2 separate regions of the Drosophila melanogaster genome follow, and region 2 is linked to region 1. A link is a contact called in public Hi-C data. All regions are on one chromosome and are shown on one strand. The core of a region is the stretch at or near the end of the contact, and the rest is flanking DNA. Distances in the headings are between cores, read along the strand shown. Region 1 holds the start of TH1 (TH1,). Region 2 holds the start of RhoGAPp190 (Rho GTPase activating protein p190).

The links. Hi-C and Micro-C count contacts between places; a contact is called where the count stands out from the background.
Region 2: a Hi-C map of the Kc167 cell line shows a contact between it and region 1, with 2.2 times the contacts expected there. The contact joins the promoter of RhoGAPp190 here to the promoter of TH1 in region 1. A contact is called at or near these places in 3 of 107 Hi-C or Micro-C datasets (the Kc167 cell line, embryo and larval brain).

What each region holds. Positions count from the first base shown.
Region 1 is chrX:16,388,714-16,396,165 of dm6, forward strand. TH1 (TH1,) reads right to left here and starts at 2,725. Exons shown (of 5, transcript NM_132895.3): 1 at 2,579-2,725; 2 at 1,750-2,462; 3 at 1,233-1,679; 4 at 683-1,164; 5 at 107-614. The coding sequence starts at 2,641. The coding sequence ends at 583. It overlaps mei-41 (meiotic 41), which reads left to right and starts at 2,985. Exons shown (of 5, transcript NM_078645.3): 1 at 2,985-3,274; 2 at 3,334-5,545; 3 at 5,603-5,896; 4 at 5,971-7,452. The coding sequence starts at 3,048.
Region 2 is chrX:17,649,288-17,656,739 of dm6, forward strand. It overlaps RhoGAPp190 (Rho GTPase activating protein p190), which reads right to left and starts at 3,275. Exons shown (of 14, transcript NM_167573.2): 1 at 2,804-3,275; 2 at 1-951. The coding sequence starts at 941. It overlaps IntS2 (Integrator 2), which reads right to left. Exons shown (of 3, transcript NM_133004.2): 1 at 6,496-7,452; 2 at 4,535-6,171; 3 at 3,474-4,468. The coding sequence starts at 7,311. The coding sequence ends at 3,604.

The DNA.
Region 1 (7,452 bases), core at 1,475-3,974:
GTTTCTTTGGTAACTTGTGCATTAAGTTGGGATTTAATGGTAGCCAGTTGTTGTAATCTGAATATGTATTGGATCTTTGGGCAAAATGATTTATCCTGCTACCTCTACGTTATTGTCAAATTTTTATTCTGCAATATATTTCGTTATAACGTATCAATCAGTAGTATATGTTTATACATTTACAATCTATACAATTGTTTATGGATTCGAACATATTGTTATTTCTGAAAGCTTAATAATGTAGGTATGTTAGTTCACAATGTTGAATTAAATGCTTTTGTATAAATGTTAAAACAATGAAAGCTCAAATGCGTAAGGAATATAATAAAATGATAAAGAACTTACAACATTTTTCAAAGCCTAGTGAAATTTTAGCGGCAAAAATGCTTATAATTAAATTTAGATAGATACATTGTGGATTTTTTTTTTAATTTTTCTTTCCTAATAGAAGAATAGGGTACTTTTCTTAAGAGATTATATTTAAAAAAATTGTTTACTCAAAAAGAATGTTATTTAAATTGGGCTTAATTGAGGTCGTCTTTGAATGGAAGTCGCCTGTAAAGCACGTTCTATTGTCACAATCTATACAGTCGTGTAATGCGCCTTGCAGTGAACTGAAAAAGATGAGCAACATGGGTGAGCAGGAGGTGTGGCAACAAATGGACTACGAATAGCTGCATACCAATAAATTCGGACACGGGATCGTTGTCGCCCTCGCCGCGCATTGTACCGGTGATCTCCTCGTTCTCCACCATCGGCAGGAACAGCTGCACGAACTCCGGCGAGTAGGGATGTGTGATAGTCTCCAGCACCTCGGTGACAAAGTATCGTATTAGCGAAATGTCTGTGTCCTCGATGGCGCAGCACTGCTTTATGTATCTGAGAACGGGTACAACGCAGCCGCGCGTCAGCAGGTTAACCATTCGGTCCAGGATCATTTTCTTCATTTCCAATTGAACGAGAATCTCCAGCTCATCCTGCTTGGACTCAAATAAGCGGATGAGCAGGAAGAGGATCTGCTGCTGCAAGGTGGGATGAACGGCGGCCACTTCATCCAGTACCGCCAAGTGCGTGGGACAGCTGTCTGTGGAGAGCTTGAAATATGAAGGCTCCATAACAACGTTTTCGATCCACCGAATGACACCAACTCCCACCACAGGATATCTACGATTAAAAGAGATCTTTACGTTAAGGGAAACCAATAATTTTTTGATATACATCGGTCGCCTTACTTGATGCAATTATACAGCGTTTGCAACTCGGCGATTAGCTCGGTGGATCCCTGGTCCACATTACAAATGGTGTGTGCCTTTTCGATAGCCTGAATGGTGCTCTTTAGCTCCTCCTTGTTTAGCATGCGCTCAGTCATTGGTCGCTTTTTGGCCGGCTGGTCGATGACCGCGGACGCGTAGGCTAGCAGAAACATATACTTCGGTTTGTGCTCGGGATTGATTTTAACGCCGGAACGAAAGAGCGCGTCTACCAGTAGCTCCAGAAACTGGGGGTTTCGTATCAAGTCGATGGGCGGTGGATCGGAACCGGAGTAGTTGCGAAACAGCACGGTGATATCGGCGGGATTCAGTGTATTGCGGGTGAGCATGGAAGTTAGGGCTTGACATGCTTGCGGATAGACTGCCGAACCATTCAGGGCCATTGTAATAGGCGTTACATTTTGATTGCTAAACAATGAAGCAAAAGAAAGGATTTATGTTATGACTAACTATGTGGAATCGTCAGTTATTTTCATACTTCTGCAGGGCGTATTTAATAATTTCCTGAGAGAGCCGCTTCATGTTGAACCCACCCTTCTGCTCCTGGCTGAGGACCTGGATGAGCACCTGGGAGTATACGTAAGTGTGCTGGCCATGGCAGACCATTCGTGCGCACTCCTGAATGGCACCGTGCACATCATCCGGATTGTTTAGAAATTTGACGATCGAGGTCTTTAGAACCCGCGAGAAAACCTCAATCTGCTGTGCCGCTGTCGAAATGGAAGTGATCTCGCTCTGGAAGCCCGCGTCCGAGATCAACTTGATTGTAAAGTTCAGCATTAGACAATCGGGATATTCTTCGGCCAGTCGGTAGATTAGCGAGCGCCACGTATAGTGGTCGATCATCTCGGTTAGCCAGTCGGGCGTCTCACCCTCCTCCGTGAATATGGTGTCCGCCTTCTTGGGATCGAAGGACTTAAGAATCATTTCCTTGAGATGATTCTCCACCATGGCCTGGACTTCGGTAACCTTGACGCCCGCCAGGATGAGCCATTCCGCAAGCAGGTTGGCCATCTGGGCCACCGCCTTGTAGTTCTCGGATAGCATCGATATAACCTCCTCCGGAGATCCGCCCGACTGAAAGTAGCGCTTCAGCTGCGTAAATATCCCCGGCTCCATGATGTAGTCCGGTGTGAGGAACTTCTCCAGGCATTCCTGTATCGTCTTCTGCGGATTGTCCTCAAGCGTTTCCTTCGATTGGGATGGGATAACATGATGTTTAGTTGTTATTTTTTATGGTTTATCTAGTAGCGTCATCAAATTGCCGGGATTGCCTGCCACGCCGTACACGCTCTATACTCAATTACCTCCGGATTGGTTTGTCCTTTGGCGCGGCCCTGCCAACCAGAGTCGTCGTATTCCACTTCCATTTTTTCTCAAAAACTTATTTACAATAACATAAAAATATTTTTCTTATTTTGATTAACTATGCATTTTTAGTGTGACTGTAAATTGTTAACCACGACGCGCACACCTACGCGGGTTATGCGCCGTTTACACTTAGCAAACTCTTCTGTTAATTTCATATTATGCAATGTAAATCTTAAATTTGAGGAGAAAAAGAAAATTGTCAATAAGTGTAAAACGCGGTAATGTAAACATATATTAACTAATTTTTTTTTAAATTAATATATGTAAAATCGCAGTTGGAACGTGGCTGTTATTCAAGAAAAAGAAGAAGAAGCTGCCAAACATATCGATAGCCACAAGTGCGGCGAATGCCGGCTTTCGTAAACAAAGGTCGCGTTTTTGCGAGTTTTAAATAAACTTGGCAAAATGTCGACACAACGGAAGGATATGTGGAAGTTGCTTTACAACCACGTAAACCGGAACGTAAGCAACTTTTCCGGCGTGTACAGCGTTATAGAAGACATATTGTGCCAGGAGCCGAGTCTGATAAGCTGTTCGTTGGTGCGGGAGCTGCACAACAAATTCCAGGACACATTCCTACTCTGGCTGCTCAACAAGCTGGCCAAGTGCCTTAGTGAATCTCCAGATAGCAGGTAAGATGAGCCACAAGCATTGGACTCCAAACTTATGACACACCGTTTTTCTGCTGCAGCGAGTGCATCAATCTTCAAAGGAAAATACTGAGCTCCTGCTGTTCCAATCATCCTAAGCTTTTTGAACGCCTTGTACTGGCCTATGTGGAAGCCATTGAGGAGACGCACCTTCAGCTAAGTTCCCTGGACCTCGGCCAATTGAGTAATGAGCGAAAACCCGCCATAACTGTAAGAATATTCCGATGCGATGTGGAATGCCTGCAGGAGTTCGATCCGCACTGCGCTATCGAGGACATCAAGGTGCCCCTTGAGCAAGCCGACATGTATGCCAAGAGCCTGCTGGAGGTCCTCCAGCATGCCCATCACATTGGATACGCCACGCACGGCGACATCTTCTCGGGCAGCCTTCATCAGGCTCTGCTAATCCTCAAGGAGTGCGACATGGACACAAAACTGGCCAGCTTGAATTACTGTCACAATGTCCTACGATCACAGTCGGCCAGCAGCTGGATAACAAATCCGGACGTTGGACATTATGCGCAATTAACGTTGGAGGCGACGGCAATCATGTGGTCGGCAGTAGCCAAGTGGCTGGACATGGGATGTATGACGCGCCAGGAGCTAAAACGGCTCAATATAACAACAAAGCTACTGCTAGAAGTTCTGCATATGCGTGCACGTCCAGCCCACCATCTTGGCTACCTGCTTTTGAACGAGATCCTTAGTTTGCCGACAGCCATTGAATTGGACGATGGACTGCTGGAGACCCTAAGTTCCTATATTCAAGGCCAGCTAGAGCATTCGGTTGTACCATTGGAGCAACTGGTGCACTTGCAGCAGCTTATGTTAAGCCATTGGCACTGCCACCCCACACATTTGGTGCCCATATTGGCGCTAATGGGCTTGAAACAGACTGAGATGCGCTCAGGAGTGGTCCAAGTGCTTACCCAAAGTCTCGTTGAAATCTTGAAGAAGGAAGAAGTATTGTCGAAGGATTGGCAGAAACTGATTGCTATTTTACGAGGCTTCAAGCAGCTGGAGAAACTAATTCTGTCACAGAGTCAGCATAAAATAGCTGAGCACGAAGGTCACATCGATTCCTCAGTTCTGGCCATGTTACCGCTGCAGTGTGAAATCATAAAGGTTGCGGATACCAATTGGAATAACCTTTCAATGCAGCTGGTTGAGCTGGAATCAAAGTGTTCCGCAGACCGAAGACACATACACTTGGAAATCTGCTCCCTTTTGATGCAAATCACCTTCATCCGGCACTTTTTAAAGACTCAAACGCAACACCAGCTGCTGGCCATTCTTCAGCGACATTTGAAGCTGTCCTACCTTTGCGCCATTCGCTTGGAGACACCTTCTAGTGTTCATACCCAAATGCAAAGCTTCTATGCCCAGCAGTACATGAGGCTATTTCAATCCGAGGAGACACAGGAGATATTCTGTAGCAACCTTCCGCAGTTGTACATATCGGGTTTCATAAAGCCGGAGCAACTGATGAAAGCTCTGCCCACCATTAACAATCGTAGTGGCCGCGCTCAAGTTATACGCCTATTGCTCTGCTCCCAGCCAGGTAAATTGAGTGTCTTTAAAGTCAAAGATCGCATTGAGCTATACTGCCCGAAATGCAGGCCACTGCCAAAGAAACTGCCAGGTATTTACCTCGGAAAATGCAAGCAACAGCTGCCATGTCCAGACTTTTCAAGCACCAACCTCGAAATGATAGCAAATGATTTATTGTTTTATCCCGATTTTGAATGTATTGCCCAGCATCTGGACCTTCTGTGCTTTGAACCCAATGTGATTCTTGGCCTGCTAAGAGAAACGGAGGCACTGCAAAAGGTTAGCGTTAAGGTTATCGGCCAGCTGGTCTCTGCGATGCGTGTGCGTTCGCCAGAATTCTTGGAGCAATTAGCCAATCTTGTTCTAGCTGCTATAAAAGCAATGCTAGCAAAGCCACTGACAGAGCAAAATGTGCTGCAGCAAAGAAGTATGCTCAACGTACTGACCGCCATTGCGCACATGGAGGATAATGAAATCTGGCTCTTTCACTGGTTCAAAATGACATTCTTCTTTCTGGTGCACACTCGCTCACTGGTGGCGCAAGAAGCTGTGCTGGCGGCCACCGAGATGTGTGCCAGCCAGGGTCTGCAGACGATTCATCTGTGGAACTGGTACAAGCGAGATGCTCTCGACCTCACCGTTCGCCTGGCTTTGAACGTTTATCTTTTGGATGGCGTACGCTTCACCCGATCCCTCCGAGCGGTGCGTAAATAGACGAACTTTTCTTCACTTCCCAAAATTTGACCGGTCTGTTTGCAGCTTACGAAAATGTTGGGATTCACGTGCGTTCAGGAGTTCACCTGCAAGTATCATCGCCTTCTGACTGCCATGGTCCTGCCGCATTGCATCGTGAATCCGCTTTGCAAGGGAGTTTTGGTATTGATAGCCAAACAAATGCAGAAACACATTGGCACCTTGTTCTCCATCTCGTTCCTGCGGATCTACACACACGTCTTCCTGACCGAGGAACCGGAGTTGGCCAATAGTTGCATCGAGCTGGTGGTCAGTTGCACCCAGTCCAGCCTGCAACAGCTAATGAATGCGGATGTCAAGGTGGGCAGAAGTTAATTTATATTTTATTATTTTATCTTTTATTTTATTTTATTTGATTTGGTTATCACTTGTAGCAAACGGTGGCCGAGTTGCTTATATATTTCAACCGAAACCCCACATTCGTGATGCGATCCTTTCAAAGCCTCTTGCAGTTATCAATCGGTTCCTTGGAGGAGTTGTCAAGTCAAACGGCGAATGCAGAGTTTGCGAATTTCATTGCTGAGCGTTTCCTCGGTGTGATCACCTACTTCGAGAGCTGCCTAAGTGAACCGTCTTTTGAGAAGCCATTGAAGGAGGAGACTTTGTACAGTTTGGGCCAGATTATGCGATTTGTGGGCTCCCAGCATGTCACCCAGTTTCGCTTCAAAATCATTGCCATGCTGAGTTTCGTTCACACATTGCAGGAGCCTCGTCTCCAGCGAATTTGCCTAAAGATTTGGCACATATTTCTGCATGTTGTAAATGTGCAGGAGCTGGGACCCTCTCTGGGAAGAATCGTGGCCACCTTGCAGCCTCTGCTGGCGGACAACGAGAGCGTTAAGCAGGTCAATGATCTGTACGAGTTCATAATTCTACGCAACGCCTCCATGCTGGGCACCTTTATAACAGATCTGTACTTTCTAGATCGCATGGAGAATGTTTCGCCTTCGATTCAAAAATGCATCAGAAGGCATACAGCCCATCTGGACCTTAAGGGATTGGCGGAGGAGGAGAATCAATCGCCACCATTGGTCGACCAGTTGCGTTTCCTGCAAAAGCACATAACCGATGAATGTCTCCAGGTACGCGTCTATGCCCTCCAACATCTTGGCGATCTGTTCGGCAGGCGACGACCCAAGCTAAACAGTACGATTCTCAGTGAACTACCTCTGGAGCCAATGCTGGAGCAGATCGTGAATGTCCTAATGGCCGGATGTCAGCACGATGACAGCCAACTGCAAATGGCATCGGCCAAGTGTCTCGGAGAACTGGGAGCCATCGATGCAAGTTACCTGCCCTCGAACTATAATTTTGCCAGTCCACAGCATTTGCCGCTCAACATTTTATCAGATGATTTTGCGGTTCTGGCGCTGACTTCGCTGTGCCGTGGCTATCAGTTCCAACAGAATACAAAGCACGTGGATAGCTTTTCGCTGGCCATTCAGGAGACGCTAGCCATTTGTGGCATCTCGCCCAAGGAGCAGAAGAAGGTTCAGCTGTGGCAATCGCTGCCAGCACGAATGCGTCAGCTGATGGAACCGATGCTTCATTCCTGTTACACCTGTGTCCATCGACCCAGCACTTGTCTACAGCAGCCGCTCTTTGGGAGCCACTACTCTCACAACTATTATGAGGAATGGGCCTTTCTTTGGGCAAGTCGATTGATTGACTACCTCCCATCCTCGGGAAGGCGCCATCTGCTCAGCTCCTACAAGCCGTGCATCAAGCGGGATAGTAACATGCTCAGCACATTCTATCCGTATATTCTGTTACACGCACTGCTTGAATGCACGACGGAGCAGAGGAATCACATCCAGGAGGAGTTCATGGCAGTTCTGCAAGCCAACGAGGAAAGC
Region 2 (7,452 bases), core at 2,025-4,524, 1.3 Mb after region 1:
AATAGCTTTTGGCCGGCCTCGTGGCCGAATATGTTGAGGAACTCGTTCCACTCGCGATACTGTGACAGCATCTTGGAGCCCTGCGACCACAGGACGTGATAGTCGGTGATCTGGTTGCGTATTAGTCGCGTCACCGCCTCGGATCGTGTGTCCAGCAGTTCTTTGCGTGACTTGGCCGACTCCTGGTAGGAGATGATCTTGACACGGTTCTTAACCTTGTCGATCATCTGGGCGAGCAGGAGGAATGCCAAATCGATGTTGATGCTCTCGTGGGCCGACGTCTCGATTAGCTGCACAGTGCTCTTGTAGTCCTTTCGCTGGCTAATTTTCTCCGCCTCTCGAACATACAACTCATAAGCGTCGTCGTTCTTTGTGGTCACCAGCACCAGTGGCTTCTTGTTCTTTAGTATGGTTGCGATGACATTCTGCACGAACTCCACCTGCTTCTCCACACTGCGATTGGGCACTGGACTAACGTCGAAGACGACAACAAAGCCATCGATACTGAGCCGGCCATCGGGCATGACTTTCTGTTCGTACTCCTTCTCGATGCCCAACTGATTCTTGCATATGTACATTAGCTTCTCCGCGGAGAAGACCTTGGTGGCCGTGCACCGCTTTGAGTATGGATCCATCTTTCCCACCTTAAAGGCTTGGAACGTGGAGTCGTCCATGAACTCCGTCTGCTCGATGATATTAAACTGGTACTCGACGCCCTCCTCCGTCGTCTTGCGCACATCGCCCCAGTAAAGGAAGTGGTCGTTGTTCACGATCCGGCCACTAAAGTCGCTTTGGCTAAGCACTGATATGTGATCGATGAAGTAGTCGTCGGCCATCGGGCGCATGAATCTGTTGCACAGGCATGACTTGCCCACTCCCACCTGCCCGCGGTCCTTTTCGGTCCCGGATAGTCCAATGACCGAGATGTTAAACTGACGCATCTTGACGTTCCTGCAAGGATTCAAAAGTCGAAGGAGAGAATTAGATACCTGGCTTATAGACTCGCAGATAAATGCTAAAAGTGTTATGGAATAGGTAATTCCGGATTTGGTATTCTGCAGGTGTTTTCGTTCAAATGTATGATTGTGCCTTATCATATCGATAAGGTGTTATCTACTGGCGCTTTTCCTCACATGCCTATCAACATGACACAATGTTGTAACATTGTATCCATCGCAAATTGATTCATTCAATCGGTTGTTAAGGTAATATTTTAAAATATCACAGGAGATAACCTGTTAACGTTGTATGAAAAGGATAATATGCATATGGATAATATGCTTTTCAGGATTTCACATAAAGATATATTCCTTATTATAGGGATATACGAAAGAAAAATAGCGTAGAATAGACCTTGGCTCGGCTCGATATATACAAATGTGTTTTCGTGAAAACGTCAGCTTATGGATATCTTTGGATATTCAGGGATAACCTCTCAGTTTCTCCGGACACACACGGAATGGAAAACCGTCGATTTCTGGTCACTTTTTCACGGCAAATGGCTGGCTTGCGATGCCAGCCGATGACTATTATCCAAGATAACCTTCGAGTTGGAGAATCGCCCCGTGTCCTCCGCGCCGTCTGCTCCAATTGGCCGCAGGACCTTCACATTTCCGCACACTTTTCGCCAGTCTAGGACTTTGTCATGAGTTCCTTTTGGCTACAACTACGCAGTTACGGATACATCCACGGATTGGGGGTCCAAAAACACGAGAGAGCGAGAGCGAGAGATTGGCTGCTGCGATGTGACAAAAAAAAAAAAAGAAACGGAGAAGAAAAACGCGCAAGCGATTTTCTTATGCCGGCGCTGCCCGAAAATTCATTCCATGTGATTTTTGGCCAGCGAATAATATACGCGAATCGCGATTTCACAAAAAATGCACAGGGCTCTTTTTTACCTGCTTTCTTTTGGGTTGCTAGTTTGATCTTTGTATTTATTTATATGGCTAGTTTTTATACAACATTTTCGGCAAGTAGGGAAAGTCAGTCTGCAACAAATCCTTTTTCCGTCCTGACTGCGGCGGTTGTTCTGTCGCAGCGCTTCTTTTGGTGCTGCAAACGACACGGCGCAACTCTCTAAAGAGAGAGAATCAGAGTCAGAGTGAGCGAGCACGAGCGACTGAGAGTGGAAAGTAGAGAGAGCGCGTGGGTGGATTCGGATGTGAATGTGTTTGTTGTTGCTGTTGCTAGTGCACTCCAATTTGTTGCTGTTATCCTCGAGTGGGAGTGCAACAATGTGGGTGTGTGTGGTTGTGCGTTTCAATGAGAGTGGAAATAATAAATTCCCCACTGGCCTTTAATTGAGTTTTTCCGGCGTACAAACCACCGCAAACACACACACACACATGCTGGGCAAGTGCAGCGCAGAAGCGAAATTGGATCTGCAACAGATTTCCTGTACATTCTCCGCGCTGCACAACAACAACTAACAACTAACAACAACAACAGCCACAGCGCAAGAAACGGAGAGCAACGATCCAGTGATAACAACAACGACAAAGGCAAAAAGAAAGGAGGAAGGGGAGGAGAAGAGAGAGTACTGCAAGTGCATGTGCAACGGTACAATTACAAAAACACAAACGGGCGCGGCGGGAGCGGCAGAGCGCAAAGACGAGAGACAAAACACCATACAATTTTTGGAAACGAATTTTAAGATTTGTTGCAGAAAAGAAAAACACTGTTGCCGCATCCGCCTAGCCATCCCGCTCTGGCGCACACACTCCCAGCAGCGGGGCATCTCGCTCTCTCTGCGTGCTCGCTGGCTGCGTGTGTGTGCGTGGGTTCTGTGTGTGTGAACAATTACCTGCAGCTGCGCACAAAGAATTCAAGTTTAATCCGCCTCGGCGACACTTTTTCTTGAAGCCCGTGCTTCTTGGCTTTTCCAGCCAGTCACTTGACAAAATACTAAGCAATTGTATTTGTTGTATTTGCTTTAATAATTATTTTCCCACCATGGAACTCTCACTCACTCACACACACGCACACAGCAGGCGCACACACTCAAGACAAGGGAGAGCGGGAGAGGGAGAGCGAGAGGAGAGAGGAGCAGCGCGTACACAACGTATACAAAGGACAATTACGAATCAGCATCGTAAACGCACACTGAAAAAGCAGGTCAGATACGTCCTGACTCGATTCAGGAATCAAAACACAAAACTCAATGCCGAATGCCAGTCGATTCGCATATTACGCACGCACGAACGCTACTCACAATTATTGTAATTCACATCCGAGCTTTAATTTAACAACAACAAAAACTAGAGCTGGAACTAATGTCGATGCTTGTTAGTTTTTATCGATAACCCGATACGCGTATGGGTGGCATGGCCGGGAACGATAGATATATCTGGTATGTGTACTCGCTAACCAAAGTATATTATCGATAAAAGTAGATTCCGATAACAGCTGCGTAGTTATATATTTATTTGAGGCGCCAAATTTAAACTCAATTAATTAATTAGTTATATAGAAATGGTTTTTGCAATAAGTATTTATTCTGGTCAATGTTGTTATAAATTTTACAAGCACTATTATAATCAGCCGGGGGGCGGAGTGGGGAAAGGTTGCTTACGACTATGAAAAACAAGGCGGGATCGAGTCCAACTAATACAGGTCCGATTTTTTCATGACCGCCGTGACCAGTGCCTTAAACGCGTCCTCGATCATGATGATGTGCAGCTGGGCATCCCGATACGTGCAGAGCTTGTCGCTATCGGTGAGTGGCATTTCCATTGTGGTCATGCCCAGCGATGACTGCGAATGCAGAATGCGCCCGGTGGTCATCAGGATGTTGACGCAGTCGTCGGCCAGAATGGGAAACGTTTCCACGAAACGAACCATCGCTGGCATCACATTGCGCAGGAATCTACACTTGGTCGATGCGGTCAGCATGGACAACGTCGTCTGGATTACATTCAGGCAGAATTTCGAGACGCCCAGACTCTTGGGTATCGAATAGTTGAGCACCAGATGGGAGGTCAGATCGATGGTAAAGATCTGTTTTTCCATTTCCGTCACGTTGAGGAATTCGTGAACAAAATCAATGCATATGTGCATCGATGGCACACTGGCCACCATCATGGGAATAACCGACTTTGGATACGTTTGGAAGTGCACTAGTTTCGCCAGCGAAGGCTCCGAAATGAATGCCTGATGCACATAGGTGCCAATGATGCCCTGTATCTCACGCAGCTCCAGATGCGACACCCGATCCGTTGCCTTGCTGGCTATGTAGTCCAGCACCTCCAGCAGAATGTGCACGGCGGCGCTCTCCTGCGAGGCAATCAGCGTGGTCCTTAGGTCCTCCCAAATCGCATCCGTCTGCATCATGCCATTCTTGTCCAGCACCTGCTTCTGCTGCATCTGCATGTGCACGTTGAGATAGGTCTTCGAGGCGGCTAGGCTGCCCTTCAGAATGCGCAGCAGGATCATCAGCAAATAGGGCGAACAGAATACGAAGCGTGGACAACTGTTGATCAAAAGGAATGCGAAAGAATTTTAGGAAACAACACACGAAAATGACGAGGCAACCCACCTTAGCACCTCCATGGGCTCCAGAAGACTCTCGTTGGCAAAGGTACGTCGATCCATCGTATCCGAGCCGTTGGTAATCGCTCGCAGCGACATGATCCACAGGGTGGTGGGCAGCACGGCATTCAGGCGCAGCCAAATATCGTTGTACAGATCCTTGACGTATCGCGGCACCGACTTGGCAAACACCATCGGCAGATGCTTCACCAGCTGTTGTCCATACTGCGCCTGCGTTTCTGGGGGCATCTGGAGTAGCTGCTTAAACACGCGGATGGCTAGATGCGGTTTCGTTTGGATGGCGGCCAGTGCACGATCCAGGGTCTCCGGCTTGAGCTCATGCTTGCTTACCACCACCGTGGAATTGCCCTGGGCCAGATTGTGCTCCTCCAGCCAGTCATCGACCATGCTGAGATGCGGATAGTTGGAGATAATCAAACGCAGCAGCGGATGGAAGAGCGAGAGATAGTCGTTGTGGTAGTGGTGCGCCTTCTGGAGCAGATACTTCAGTGGCAGTCCGCCCAGGAAGTTGTTGGAGTACTCCTTCTGCTTGCGACCACCCAAAGCGCTGAGGTTCATCAGTCGCGTATCCTCGTACAACATGAGGTAGTAGATCATCAGCAGCTGGGCGGTTAGTGGACACGTCACCTCGATCTGGTTGAGCTCCTGACTTTCCGCCATCGGTGGCAGCTCCTCGGCGAAGAATGTGAGCTTGGATGTGCGGAACACGTGCAGAATTTCCGCCTCAGTGAAGGGCCGGTGCATGTGATCAATATTCACTTTTCCGGTGGGATTGGGTATTATCAGCGTGTTGACAAAGACCTCCACCAGGGCCGGCATCACAGGATGCACTGGCCTCACCGAACTGCATATTTGCTTGAAGATCCACGACTTAATGGGCACTTTGTGCTTGAGAAATGTCCTCGATTTCAGCAGTTGCTGGATGCAGTGCACCGGCAGGTAGCACAGTATGGTGCCATTTAAATTCGGAGTGACGGGTACGCGAACCGCATGCAGCGCCACCACCTGCTCCGTGAACAGGTCCTGTGTGAAGAGCTGCTTGATTCTGTTTGTACTGTTCGGCCGGATGGGTATCTTCATGGCCAGCGTGGAGCAGACCATCTCGCTGATGGCCGAGATCTGATTGCTGTGAAAGTGAATGGCCAGAAGCAGGAGCATCTCACCCAGCGAGGTGCTAGTACCGGGGCGCTTGCAGAAAAAGGCATCCTCCCGTATGAGCCACTGCAGCCACTCCACAGCCTTGTTCTCCAGTGGAATGGTGGACACCAGCGAGGGACAGGCGATGAGCATGCACAGCGCCAGCGTTACAAATCTCACGCCCGAGGGCGTCGCCTGCGGACAACTCGTGACCAGCTGCGACAGAGCATTGATCTCGTCGTCGTTGAACTTCAGGCCACCGATGCCGCGCAGGGCACAGTACAGACGCAGCAGCACCGCGCCCTGCAGATTGAAGTCGCGCAGCTCCGCCGCATTGGTCGTCGTTTGAATCACCTTCTGTAGCAGCTCCACGCGCACCAGATTCAGTGCGTCCCCCTTCCGCTTCTGGCTGGAGCGGATGTAAGCGGCGAACCAGGAGCGCAGATTCTGGTCATTGCCCAGCAGCAGGCCCGTGAGGAAGGCTATCTGTGGGGAGTGGTTGAAGTTTGCATTGTTATCTCATTATTCGTAAATATTGTCATACGTCCAAATAAGATTCAATCGCTCTAGCGAATTAGAGCGAGATAGCTAAGCAACATTTTCTCGCTTTTGCTTTTGCTTAACACATGTTACACAAAAATAAGCAGAACTCCAAATGAATGGTACTCCAAACAAAAAAGATCAATCAACAAAATATGATCAAAAAACATTTCTTATGTACGTTAAATTTAAATGAAATGCAAAGAATTTCCTAACGATTATAGTGTTGTGGTAAATCTGCACCTTACTGGTCAATATTACCCTACTCACCAGATCCTCGGGATGCTTGAGCGTGAGCTTAAGCATAAACGACGGCACCTTCAGCATATCCACGCACATGGACCTGTTGGCCAGCGCCTGGGAGGGATTCATCTCGCTGAGCCCCATGAGCAGCATTAACCGGTGCTTGCCATCGCTGCCATCCTCGTCGCAATTGGCGATCACATGGGACACAACGTCGCGATAGCAATCCGGAAAGTTGGCGACCAGTGCGCAGATGATGCGATGTCCGTTGGGCACATGGACAAGGGCGTCCGTTAGCTCCAGTATGTTCAGCAGGGAGGGCAGCTCGGCGAGAGCAATGCACAGAATGTCGACCACCTCCTCCAGATAGATGCCGTCGTCCAGCATCTCCGAATGGGCGGCCGGTTTCTGCTCGGAGACCTGCTGCTGCAGATTGAAGATCTCGGAGAGCACCACGCGCACCTTGCGCGCCACATCCGCCCGCTCAAAGCCCAGTGCGATGCCCGACTGGAGGCCGTACTCGTGTTGCTGTCCCTCGAAGAAGGCCGACTTCTGGCGGGCCTGCAGCTCCTTCTTCAGCTCATTCTCCAGCTCATGGTAGTTGACTTGCAGGTAGGAGACGATGCTGTTCACCACCTCGATGCCGATGAGCACGGCCAGGATCTCTTTGCGCGACTCCATCGACGATTCGGTGTTGTCCAGTGGCGATAGCAGGCTCATCCGCACCAGCGAGGGCAGCACGGGCCGAATCTCCGCCTCCGGATAGCTGGCCAGCAGGGTGATGTCCAGATTCTGCATGGCGCAGAAAACGCGCGGCGATACATCGTACATCCTCACCGGCATTTTGTCCTCGTCGTCGTTGTCGTTGCGTTCCAACTTGTTGCACCCGGCAATGCTCGTGTGCTCGGTTGTCCCGCTCTATTGGCCTGGCCGGCGGGGTGTCCGTGCTGGAGATGCCGGCGCGGGTCTGCTTTAATCTCGGCG